Linked DNA regions of Mus musculus: region 2 is linked to region 1. The links are chromatin contacts, called in public Hi-C maps. All regions are on one chromosome and are shown on one strand. Each heading gives the region's core, a stretch centred on a gene start, on an enhancer-like site or on the middle of the called end of the contact. The rest is flanking DNA. Distances are from core to core; before and after follow the strand shown.

Region 1 (6,375 bases), core at 831-3,330:
GACTCTGGAGGATGGGAGAGGAGGAAGCAGCCCTGCCTAGATGCCTGGGTAGTCATGAACATGGGGATGGCCTGGCAAGAACCTGGAGTGCTATTCAGGGAAGGGAGAGAACGTCAGGTGGGGGAAAGAATGGGAGAGCCGAGGGCTGAACAGTAGGGCTGTATGACGGTGTGCCCCTTCTGAGAATAAAGGATAAAGTAGGAGGAGTTCCTCATAATTGCTGTGAGGATTAAGTGAAGTCATGTATGTAAAATGTTTAACATAATGCCTGGCATGTAGTAAATTCTTAATCAATGCCAGCTAATGTCACAACTCTCTTGTTTTCCTTCTGGAAAACCCCCAGAATTGCTGAGAGGATTAAATGTGGTCACATATATAAAATGCTTAGCGTATTGCCTGGCATATAGTAAGTGCCCAATCAGTGCCAGCTAGTGTTGTCATGACTGGCAAATTCCAGCTGGAAAACACACATACTGTATCCCTGAGTCAGTCTTGGCTCTGCTTCTCCTACACACACACACACACACACACACACACACACACACACACACACACACACAGAGAGAGAGAGAGAGAGTCAGAGTCACACCTATCCAATCACCAAGTTCCTCTCTTCTCAGCCCTGACATCTCTTACTTACACTTCTTTCTTGATAAAAGTATGGAGACCAGGAACCGAATGAAGCTGCTTCAACTGTAGCCCAAGCTAGCTAGACCCCTGTGGGCTCTGTAGAGTCTGGCTCCCTGGAACAGTCCCCTGTGTCTGCTCTGCCCATCTGAGCTCTTCAGAGCAGCCTTGCCCTGCTCCTGTGGATGTCCCAGCTCCTGCCAAGGCCTGTCCTAGATGAATCTTGGGGTGGGCTGGGAACAACTGCATAGAATCCTGATGAGGAACTGGTCCCAGTTTTACACTCAAGGGAGTGGAGGAGAGATTTGGTCTGGGAGGAGCTTAACTAAATGGCCTTTAAGGCCTTCTCCAACTCCAGAATTCTTGGATTGAATCTCCAGCAGGGAAGAGGCAATGCTTTGGTTCCACAGCGCTTGTACTTACTCTATGTGGGTATATGTAGGACACTGCTCTTCACAGTGAGTGGCAGTATCATGATTGGCAGAGGAGATGCCAAGGCCTATGGAAGCCAGAGCAATGGGCCCTTGCCCATCGTGTTCCAGAAGATTCTTTCCGTGTTCCGGGCCCTATGCATTGGAAAACCACCTTCTGGTAGAACTCTGACGGGGTGGAGGTGTGTGAGAACTGTGCTTCTCCATCTATGACCTCAGGTAGTGGTATAGGCGACTGAGCGTTATTCTTAAAAATGCTTGTATTACATTTATTGATTTGTATCTGTGTGTGCGTATGTTCATGGAATGCGTGCCATGGCACAAGTGTGTGGGTCAGAGAACCAATGATTTTCAAAAGCTGGTTCTCTCCTCCTCCTTTGTGAGTCCTGGGGATCAAACACAGGTTGTCAGGCTTAGTGACAAATGCTTTTATCAGCTGAGCTATCTCTCTCTGGTGCCATGACTGAGTTTTAAATGTAATCGAAAGACACATTGGGCAGAATACTGGGTGTTCAGATCCGGTGCATCCTGTATCCCGTATCCTGTATCCACAGCAGAAGATTATGTAGGCCAGGGTTGCATTAGGCGCTTTCTTTTCTTACCATGTAGTTCCACAATCTCACAGGGAGGGGGCGCTCCAAGGCTGGCCAGGTAAGCTTACTGTGTGACTTTTGATAAATCTCTCCACTTCTCTGGGCTAGTTCATCAATAAAAAGAGAGGACAGACTATTAGGCTTTAAAAAGAAGTAAAGACAGAATCTAGGACCTGGATTTTCTTGAAGGAGGGGAAAGGAAGTCTTCACTCATTGTTCCCCTTGTCCTTCGTTCCCTTGGTTGACCCCAACCTTCCACCACCCAGAGCACAGCTCCCAGCGACCTGAAGAACTTTTGTATTTACCGCTTAGCACTTGCTGTACGCGGCTCCGGCCTTCTTTAGAAGCCTTTTCTTTACGAGTTTATTTTGGCTTGTGCTGAGCATTCATAAAATTCCTAGGGAACTGGAGGTTCAAAAGTCGGGCTTGTGGAAGGAGTAGGTGGGAGGGGGTGGGAACAGCAGAGAGGGGCGAGGCAGGGCCAGCCCTGGGAAGCTGGAGGAAGAGGCAGTTTTCCATTCTCCACTCGGGCCCCGCTGGCCGCTTGTGAGTCTTGGGTCTTCTGGGTCGTGAAAGGGGAGAAGGGGTGAAGGAGAGAGAGGTGTGGGGGAGCTTGTGGGAGGAACTGTGGGCCTGGGAGGGCTGGGATCTTCCCACCCACAGCAGAGCAGTTTCTGATAGGAGTCCCGCTGGCTTGTCCTGGGTTTTCTTGTCATTCATCTCCTCCTTGGACAGGGGCTCCTCTGCAGGTTGGAGGCAAGGATGAACGCCTGAGCCTAGGGCATATGAAACAAATTAGGTCTCCGTTACAGCCACCCAGAGGCGGGTGATGGATGGGGCCTGTGCTCTCAGCAAAGCTAATTGGCAACACACAGAGACATCCAAGAAAGTATATTATTTTGCCAGACTTTGGAGTCACTGGTCGCCGCGCCCCCCGCCCGTTATTTTTCTTTTTTTCTTTTTATTGTTAGAACATTATACAGCCAGAGATGAAAAGCACGGTGAAAGTTTTCAATCTAATAAAAAGCATTGACTGCAGAGCAAAAATAACGCACACAGAAGAGTTTGTTTTGGATCTAGGTTTTACTAATGTCCCCTCATTACAAAATGGTTCCAGTTACAAAACAATTCAGAGACTGCCACATTAATAAACAGCTTGTCTTTCTGAAGGGTCAGGGAGTGCATGGGCGCGTGCACACGCGTACACACACACACACACACACACAGGTGCATGAATGCCCACATGATCAGTGATTCCAGAAGAAGGAGCTTGGTACAAATTGCAAATTGCACTTACACCTTGGTAAAGAAGAAAAGCCTCCAGACTGAGATGGGGCAAAGCACCTGAAGTTTATTCAGGCTCACCTGATCCAAGAATTCTAAATAATGTGCGAACTGTAGCCAGCTGGAATCCACATGGTATTCTAGATCTCACTTTCCTTAAGTTTTTTTTTGTTGTTGTTGATGTTTTGGTTTGGTTTGGTTTTTTGTTTGTTTGTTTGTTTGTTTGTTTTTGGTTTCAGTGTCCTCTGAGGATCTCAGGATTTCTCTAGTAAATCCTGGGCACTTATTATTTGTTCTCAAGTATTCTTCTCTTTTTTTTTTCTGTAGGAAATAGTTACTAGATCTAATATTGATCAGCAATGGAAAGATTCCAAACCGGAGTTAGAACCCGACAAGCTGGGAGCTGTGCTTTGCACATCCCTGTAAAAGAGTAACTAGTCATAGGATCCACTGGGGCATTTGCAAGACAGCCAAATGAGCGCATCGTAGGGTGGGCAGGTGGTGATGATGTTTCTGATCAGTGGCTTCTAAATGACCTTCACATTTGCAAAGTGCTGGTCAGTGAATCTGCCCCCACACTAGTCCCCAAACAGTTATTTTTACTGTCACTGCTCATTTTCACCCAAGTGCTTGCTTATTCGATTGCTTTGTTTTCTGCCCCCACAACTGGAGTTTTCACTAGGGAGGAAATAGAACTCTGCTTGCTTTTGTAGATGGCTTGGGCTCTGGGGCTCCTAGGGCTCCTAGCCTGACTGGTCAGTTTGGGGAAGTCTCAGCATATCTTCATAAGTCAGCTTAGGGAAGCAGATCACAGACCTGAGGCTAGTCCCTGCCTCTGTGGTGGTGGGATAGGGGTTTTGTTCTGCAGGGCACATTTGGAAGCTGGTTGTACTCTATCTGTGGCACCCCACTATATCTGATCCCCACTATATCTGATCCCTAACTCTGCCATGTGTACTGGGATGAGAGTCAGGACATACACATGGAGCCAGGGTTCCAGAGCCTCTGTTCCACCAGTCTGCTCAGCATTGGCTTGAAATGGGGTTAGTTTCTCAAATGGACAAGGGGAAGGGAACGAATGTATCTTCTCTCTGCAGTGGCTCCGGGTCCTGCTCTGGTCTGCCCTTCCCTTCCCCGAAGCCTTGATGTCCACATGAAATTTTTTTTTTAAAGGACAAAATTTCTAGTGTTGGGTCTGGGCCTAGTTTTTCAGGGAACACTGAATTGCCCATCTCTGCACAACTGAAGGACCCAGAGGTTCGTTCTGGCCACTCATTCTACCTCCTATCTCTGCTACATACCCCTAGAGCCTTGGCTGGCCCCGCCTGGTAGTGACCACTGCCCGCTGCTCTCTCCTTTCCACCTTCCCAAGGCCTGGATGGCCTTTGAGTAAACAGATAGCCCAGCGAGGTGTGTGATCAATTAGCTTTGCTGAAAATACAATCATTTTGTTATTCCAAGCTGATGAGGAGGCCTCTTCGGCTTGCTCTCCCAGCCTCCACATGCCAATCAGCCCGTGTCACCGATATAATTTTCCACATAAACACAACCTTTGTGCAACATCTACTCTTGTAAATAGATGTAATTCCCTAACCAAATAGCGCACTTGGAGGGGAAATGGATATTATGCATGCAAAAAGAAAAGCTGGTGATTTTTACACTTTCCAGGCAACAAAAGATTACCCCTAATTGCAAATGGGGAGGGGGGATTAGGGGAGGGCACAAGGGGGAGGGGGAGGTGCTGGGAGGCTGGAGAGGCCTGCTTTCAGGAAGATTCTCTCTCTCTCTCTCTCTCTCTCTCTCTCTCTCTCTCTCTCTCTCTCTGTGTGTGTGTGTGTGTGTGTGTGTGTGTGTGTGTGTGTGTGAAGACCACCAGAAACTGCTTAACCCGGGATTTGTCCTGTTTAGGCAGTGCGGAGAACGTGGTTGTTGTTGCTGTTGATATCTGAAAGGAAACGGAGATACTTAATTATAAGGTTTGGTCTCTCTTGCCAGGAGAGACCCCTCTGTACCCTAAACTATACACATCCTGTCGGAGCATTTCCCCCCTGCATCCCTGCTCGGAACAGCTTCGGTGGGCTGTGGACCGCGAGTCCCTTTGTAATGCACTGGTGTGTCTCTCTCAGTGTTCTGCTCATTTCCGTAGATTCCTAAATTAGACCTTGAAAGCAGCGGAAGTTGCCAGGCAGCTAGGGACTGAGCGCACCGCAGAACCCACTGTGTAATCCCAGCCAGGTCCCGGCACTCTGAGTGCTGAAAAGAAGTCTGAGATATCCCCGCCTGAGCCTCTTCCCGGTGCCCCCTGGTGCACAGGAGTGGAAAAGCCCTTTGAGTCTTGCTCAGTCTGCCTATGGTCCTGGGCTGACTGTGGTTGTAGAAGGAGTTCTCCCAAAGGGAGTTGGTGGCCAACAGGACTCCCCAGGGTGGCTGAGTGGCTCCGTCCAGGCTAGGCAGTACCTCTGGACTCTACCTCTGTACATCTGAAAGATCACAAGATCGCAGAAGATGTCATTGCAAAGGTGCTTTAGTAGCAGGTGAGAGATGACATCTTGGCCTGAAGAAATCCTTGGTGCCTTTGCAGAATACTTTACTCAGTCTGAGTTCAAAGCAGCAATGAAGAGCAAGCCGGGCAACGCAGGTCTGTCAGTCTGTGTATGAGAAAGGAGACGCCAACAAGCGTGGGGTACAAAGATCAATTAGTCTGCAAGGCTCCCAGCTTCTTTCTTAGGTCCGTCCCTTCGCCTGTGGAAGGTGTGTGTGGCCCCACAGTTTGCTACAAAAGATTCTTCTCTTTGAGTCTCTCCCCAACCCCCATGGAACTCAGCTAAGGAACCTTCCCCTCTGAGCGTCCCTTTGGTCCCTGGTTTCTGAAGCCCATCTGAAACTCATTAGCTGCTTGAAATGATTGTCATGGGAACACTTGATGGAGAACAAGAAAGGGAGAGGGATGGTCTTAAAGGCTTCTATTTCTAATCTGGATGCTGATGAAGGATCAGGCAGAGGTTTAGAAACAAGCCTGTTGAGGAAGGACCCAGGTGTTGGGACCAACTCCTCACCTGACTCTGGGCTTGAAACTACCTCCTTTGCCTTCCAGCACCCCCACTGCCTTTGTCTCTCTCAGCTCCTAGAACTGCCAGCTCTCTTTGGGTCTCCTTTGCTATGGCAAATATCTCTGCCTGATCCCAGGGACCCATTTAGCATTCCTGGACTCTTTATCATGTCTTAATTCCTGTCCTTCGAAGAGCAAGTGATTTTGTATTTCAAATAATAAAATCTTTAACTATAACAAGTGTTGGGGTATAATATACTATTTTAAAATTACAGAGCTGAGAATCATGTAAAAGAACTTTCAAAATGTAGAACGTAAAATGAAAATACCTTTGCATTGCGGAGTCTGAAAAATCTAGAATTCTGGAATCATTCTGTTAGAATTCTTAAAA
Region 2 (5,861 bases), core at 1,449-3,948, 150 kb before region 1:
AAGGCCTGGTGAGGCTGTGGGGTGTCTGGATGTTGGGACTGGTCGGGTCAGGGATAAGCATACACAGAGACAGGGGACACCAGGAAAGGGGTCATGCCAATTTGGTGGACTTTTGGAAAGCTTGGAGAGACATGACTGGGGTAGGGAGAGAGACAGGATGGAAATTCGGGAGGGGGGCATATTCATTTGGACCCAACTGCCTTGTTATTAAGTCTAGAAAAGAGGGTATAGAAGCCAGGACTGAGGAGTACCCACACTGAGAGCAGGGCAGGAACAGAAGAACCTTCAGGAGAGATGGAGAGGGTGGCCCCAGAGACAGAAAAGCAAGGTGCGGTGGGAAGTGGGAATCAGGGAAGCTGTCCCCAGGCCCTGTGGGAAGGCTGCTTGATATTACAGCTGGCCCCATGGGAGGGGATCAAGTGTGGGTGCTGAGTGCAGACACCTTTCTATAGAAGATTGCTGATGAAGACACTGGAGGGGGCAGCAGCTGGAGGAAACGCCAGGCTTCCTGAGCTTGTGAGTAGCTTGTGAGAGTCCCAAGTCCCAAGTCTAGGTTGAAGGCCAGGGGGTGGAAGAGACCACAACTCAGCCATATTTCCTTTCAGCTCAGGGTCACCAGCACTCCCAGACACACCCAAAACAAATGTGTTACCGTGCACACTTATCTTCACCGTGTGTGACAATTTGATCTTGTTTCTTTTATAACTGTTGTTTTACAATGGGCAGTTTGAGAGGCCTGGGTACGCTGAAGGGAGGGAGGAGTAGGGTGCACTCTTCAGGGAACAGTCAGAGGGAAGGACTGGCTTCCTTTAGGGAGAGGGGTCACATTAACCATTTTAATGGGGGAGATGGAGGCTGTGTTTTGGGGTTCTGGGCAGGACATGCTGCTGGTAGTTTTCTGGCTTTGATGAAAGTTAAACTTGGAACCCAGTCAGCTGCTCCAGCCTTATACCCTTGCCATGTATGGATGTATGGAAGTGAGAACTCCATGTTTTCTCTTAAAGTGTAGGGGAAAACAAGTTCACACACACAGATACACACAAACGACATAGATGCTTGTGCAAAAGCAAATGCATGCATCTTTATTCAGACTTCTGCTATTGCAGCTGCATACACAGGTACATACATACTCATATTCATACATGAACATTGACCTGGACAACATGCATACATCTAAATACACAAAGACATTTTAAACATGCAGGCCCGTGGGTGTACATCTCAGGGCACAGTTAAATACACACATTTCCATACATAGGAACTCACATAGTTACCAGGCAGGGAGATCCAGGATGAGGCTTATCCATTGTACTCCAGATGTGCTGACCAATGTCATTTCCTCAAACGACAGAAACTCGACTGTATAATTTGTTGGAGGCTTTGTTCCCACTTTCCCCTGTAAAACAAAAGGAAAATAAGTAACCATATGTGTTCTGGTGAGCATACATAAACACCAAGCACTAGAAGTTGGTGTTCCTGGAGAGTTCCATGCCTTGTAAAGGCTCACACCCCCTCCATCAGCCCCACCTCTGTCTCTGTGCCTGTGCCATCCCTCAGGGCTCCTTCCTTATCAGGCTCCCTTCAAGTCCTGGAAGCTTCTTTCACTGCCTCTGTCCTCTGTCTTTCAGCCTCTGCTACATCTCCCTTCCCTAAGGCCTAGTCTGAGGCATCCTGTCAACACTCTCCAGTTCCTTTCCATGACCTACCGTCAGCTTCCTGTTTTCCCTGGACTACCAGCTGTTCCTTTCATGGCTCTGTGCAAGAGGGCCTTAATAAATAAATATAGACTGATGAAAGAAGAACTACTGTGCGGAGTCGTTCTGAGTCCCGGGAGCTGGAGGAGGTGGGCAGTGCCATTATCTTTCCATTATTCTCTGTTTTCTTTAGATTTATTTTTAAAATTATCTTATTGTATGTTTGTGATTGTTTTGCTTGCATGTCTGTGCACCATGTGCATGTGTATCTGTGTACCATATGCATGCCTGAAGCCTGGGGAGACCAGAAGAGGGCATCAGATCCTGTGGTAATAGAGTTATAGATGGTTGTGATCTGCCAAGTGGGTGCTGGAAATTGAACCCAGGACACCTGGAAGAGGACCCAGTGTTCTTAACCACTAAGGAATCCTTCCAGCCCCCCCCCCATTCTAAATTTTAGTGTGTGTGTGTGTGTGTGTGTGTGTGTGTGTGTGTGTGTGTGTGTATGAATCTGTTTATGGATGCTCACAGAAGCCAGAAGAGGATGCCAGAACCTCTGGAGCTGTACATGTGTGAATAGTCCTACGTGAGTTCTGGGGGCTGCAAGTGTGGAGCCATCTCTCCAGCTTTCAATGCCTCTACCTTTCCTAAAGGAGCAATGCAAGCATCCTGTGTGTCAGAGCTGGGTCTCAACTCCATTGGCAACTGTTAGATTTCCCTTTCTGAAGTCTGGCCTTACTGCAGTGGTGTTCCGGCCCTTCTTTACAGCACCCTTTCCTGTAAAGAAAATTTTATTGCTGGCAAGGGCCGAATACTCTGCTGTAGATCAGCACGACAAAAAGGAGTTGGAGTTCCAGGGAACAAACAAGTTGGCCAGGTGTGTCTGGGGCTGCAGCTGTCTTGAAGATTCTGCAAGAAACCCTGATTTAGGACAGAGAATGCTGGGTGCGAGTCACCAGAGGAGGCCCGAGCGTCGCCAGCGCTCTCACCTGTTGGGCCGGGGCCGGGTGGGCTCGCACTGCCGCTGGGTGGCCTGGCCCGGGCCCGACAGCGCTCCGTGCTCGGGGACCCTCCAGGGACCCGCTGGGGAGCAGCACAGAGGCGGCGGCCTGGCGGGGCCGGGTGGGGCGGCGAAATGGCTTTTCCAGCTCCGGAGCCCAGGCCGCGCTGTTGACACAGTCGCGGATTTTAATGAGAAATCTGGAGCGTGCGTGGGAGACGTGGCGCGGGGTGCACAGATGCGGAGCTGGCGGCGCGGCCCGAGGGAGAGCGCTGGGGCGCGCTCACCTTTGAACTGCCAGGGACACTGTTTACCTTGGCAGTCCAAGTGGCAGTTTTACAGATATTAAATACCGACCCGAGGGGAAGCAGGGATCGGGGGCTGTCTGCACCAAGGGATCCCGTGCCCTCCCTGCAGCTGGCGGTCGGATTCGGTGCTGGGGAGACTCTCGGCCCTCGCATCCCATCCAGTCCCAGCCCGGCTGTCTCCTAATTCGATTTTCCGTGTCGGGAGGAGGAGGCCAAGGGCAGTCTGGGCCTTGCTCACACACCTTTTTGGCACGTCTATGTCTGGGGATTGCAGATCTCCAGTCCAGGCACCTCCTTGGCGGCGCTCCGGGTTACCTGATTCTTTTCTAGGGGCAGAAGAGATCCATCCTCCCTCCCTCCCTCCCTCCCTCCCTCCCTCCCTCCCTCCCTCCCTCCCTCCCTCCCTCCCTCCCTCCCTCCCTCCCTCCCTCCCTCTCCGCCTCTCTCTCTCTTTCTCTGAGACTTTTGCGGGACAGAGGAGAGCTCTGCCCGCGACCCAGGCTTCAGCCGGCAGTCAGAAGGCTCCCTGCAGAGGCACAAGCCATGTTGATTTTACGGAGAAGGCTGCTATGCACATTTCACTGCTGATTTATTGGTTTTTAACTAGATCCTTATGCTGGGCTAAAAAAGCCATCTTGCACTTTGTAAGGCTCTGCTGACTGCTGCTGAAAATGACACAGGGGCTCCTCCTCCCCTCCCCCACCCCGTCCCACCGAAAGGGCGACGGTGGAGGTAAGCCTAGGGTCCCTCTTCTGAGCAAGAAGCCTCCTGCTGCAGCCTCCCAGCCACTGACTACCTGCTGTGTGCACTGGGGTGAGTGTGTTGGTGTGCGGAAGACTTTATGGTCTAAAGGGAGGGTCTGGGAGAGGCAGGGACATAGTACTCACCTTTTCTCTATCAGAGCTCTTGCTGTATATATTAATGAACTTGCTGTATATATTAATGAACTTGGGAGTGGGTGTCAGCAAATATAGAGGGACACCCTGGTTCATCATTGTGTGACTTAGTAAAGCTACCTAAACTCTCTGATCTCCTGATTTGTCATCTCTGCAAAGAGTGTAGTTCTTATCTGTGATGTGGGAATCAGATAGACTCTTGTCTTAAGCCCTTGTAGCCCTGGGGGTTTTAGCATACAGTTGGGATAGCAAATTAATGGTTAGAGTCCCTTCGGAGACTTCCTCCCCATTCTGGCCCATAACTCTGGACACAGGCAAAGTCCTTAACACAGAGGTTAGTTAATTCACACCACCTCCTGGGACCACATACAGTGTTTCATAATTCAAATGGAAGATTAAGCAACATAAACCACACGATTATAAATTTTAAGGCACCTTCTATCATCAGCTTACCAAATCCTCAGGTAAGCTCTGTGAGGGTAGAGGCAGGCTGCGTCATTAACCACAGGTGCTTTCTCAGACCTGTGACTTGAAGGTAAGATGGACAGCTTCTAGCCTAGAGTTTGCTTCTTGATGTCTTGGTTGTTTTTCCTATTATTTAACAGCATCCCTCCATCCCCAGGACAGCTTCACTGGATGCAGCTTCACTGGATGATTGCTGGTACACACAGTGTGGAGACCACAGAGATACCCACCTTTAAGAAAGGCCCCTTCTTCCAGCCCTGCAAAAGCCACCAGAAAATAGGGTGGGCCCAGTGAAGACAGGTCTGATTGAGACCCCCACAACCCAGGGAGCTGAAGGAGGATGCTCGCGCATCTGTAGAACCCATCAGCGGCTTGATGGGTCGCTGTTAAACAAAGATGGGATAAGGTTACACGTGTTTTCCGTGGGAGTCGGCTCCAGTTTCAGCCTGATGATTTAGTCAGGTGTAAGCATGAAGTTTCCAATTTAGAGGAATAAATCTCCAGTGATTTTATTATCCCCTGTTTTACCCTGACACCCAACTTCACCCCGGCCCCCTGTCAAAGCCCTCATGATGTGTTTATATAGGGCACACTGTAATTGATTGGCGTGCAATAGAACATGACACAGAAAATGTGGCCTTCCCCACCAGGCTAACTCTGGAAGCTTCCATATTTCATCATCCTCCAGGCTCAATCAGTGGCTCCACTCACTGTGGTCACAAATTCCTGGGATTCTGGATTGTCTGTGAATAGGAGTATGGGGCCAAGGGGTTCATCTGGGACCCCCCAGGTTTCCCAGTGGGTGTTTTGGCCTGGAGCTGTGGGATGAAGAGAGAGGCTTCTGTCCTGGACTGTTGGGCTCTCTGGATTCAGTACCTCACAATTCTGCCTGATGAGAGAGTAGCCAGATTGAATTTTCCATGCCTCTAAGATATGGTAATTCCAATGTCCCAAGCTTCTAAAAAGATCAGTTTTGAGTAATATGTGGCTTCAAGCATCCATGAATCCATGGTATTAAAGTACTACATCTACAATAACACCATGCAATACAACACTATTCTGTAGTAATGATATAAATATGAATGCAAACGTAGATGTGGATCTGCATATTCACAGCAATGTTAAAACCAATACTGATTATGCTATTATCACTTGTTGGCATGGTTCTAGGTGGGCTGTACAATTCTTTCATTTAATTCTCCCACAACATTATGAAGATATTGCTGTATGCTTTTGTACATGGTTCCAATGACGACCAAGAGGGTAATAAAATTCAAGTTGGGCTGTTTAAGATTCTGAAATATTAGCACTGCTACCGTATATGCAGCAAGCCAACATGAGGAAAGCAGACAGATGTGGAGTAAGAAGCAGTCTTGACTCTTATTTGTTGTCAGGAGCATACCTAGTAAATGCTCACAGTGTAGTCCATGTCACTGACCCTGTCCTCAGCCCCAGGAATGGTATGAAGGAAAAGAGCATCCAAGTTCTAAGGTAGAGG

What was found. A called contact is a pair of places that touch in the nucleus more often than the background predicts.
Region 2: a Hi-C map of uterus shows a contact between it and region 1, with 2.7 times the contacts expected there. The contact joins two enhancer-like sites. A contact is called at or near these places in 9 of 39 promoter capture datasets (the 3T3-L1 cell line, cranial neural crest, embryonic stem cells and 6 more), 1 of 15 datasets of contacts at CTCF or cohesin (stem cell-derived epiblast-like cells), 24 of 484 Hi-C or Micro-C datasets (cerebral cortex, embryonic fibroblasts, embryonic stem cells and 3 more), 14 of 115 datasets of contacts at active chromatin or transcription factors (craniofacial prominence, embryonic basal ganglia, embryonic forebrain and 9 more) and 1 of 9 other capture datasets (embryonic stem cells).

The regions. Positions count from the first base shown.
Region 1 is chr4:114,684,481-114,690,855 of GRCm38.p6, reverse strand. All of the region lies in intron 1 of Gm33655 (a long non-coding RNA gene), which reads left to right. Among named protein-coding and RNA genes, the nearest start is that of Gm12829, 7.3 kb to the right of the region's middle. Within about 2 kb of position 2,080, at least 35 of the 459 cell types and tissues checked have an H3K27ac peak or open chromatin away from gene starts, as enhancers often do. A contact at or near this core is called in embryonic limb bud and uterus, where this site is marked.
Region 2 is chr4:114,840,523-114,846,383 of GRCm38.p6, reverse strand. The region is part of intron 1 of Gm33655 (a long non-coding RNA gene); the gene reads left to right. Gm12830 (predicted gene 12830) reads right to left here. Exons shown (of 4, transcript NR_033617.1): 2 at 4,594-4,746; 3 at 1,267-1,396. It also overlaps the pseudogene Gm23230. Among named protein-coding and RNA genes, the nearest start is that of 9130410C08Rik, 19 kb to the right of the region's middle. Within about 2 kb of position 2,698, at least 45 of the 459 cell types and tissues checked have an H3K27ac peak or open chromatin away from gene starts, as enhancers often do. A contact at or near this core is called in embryonic limb bud and uterus, where this site is marked.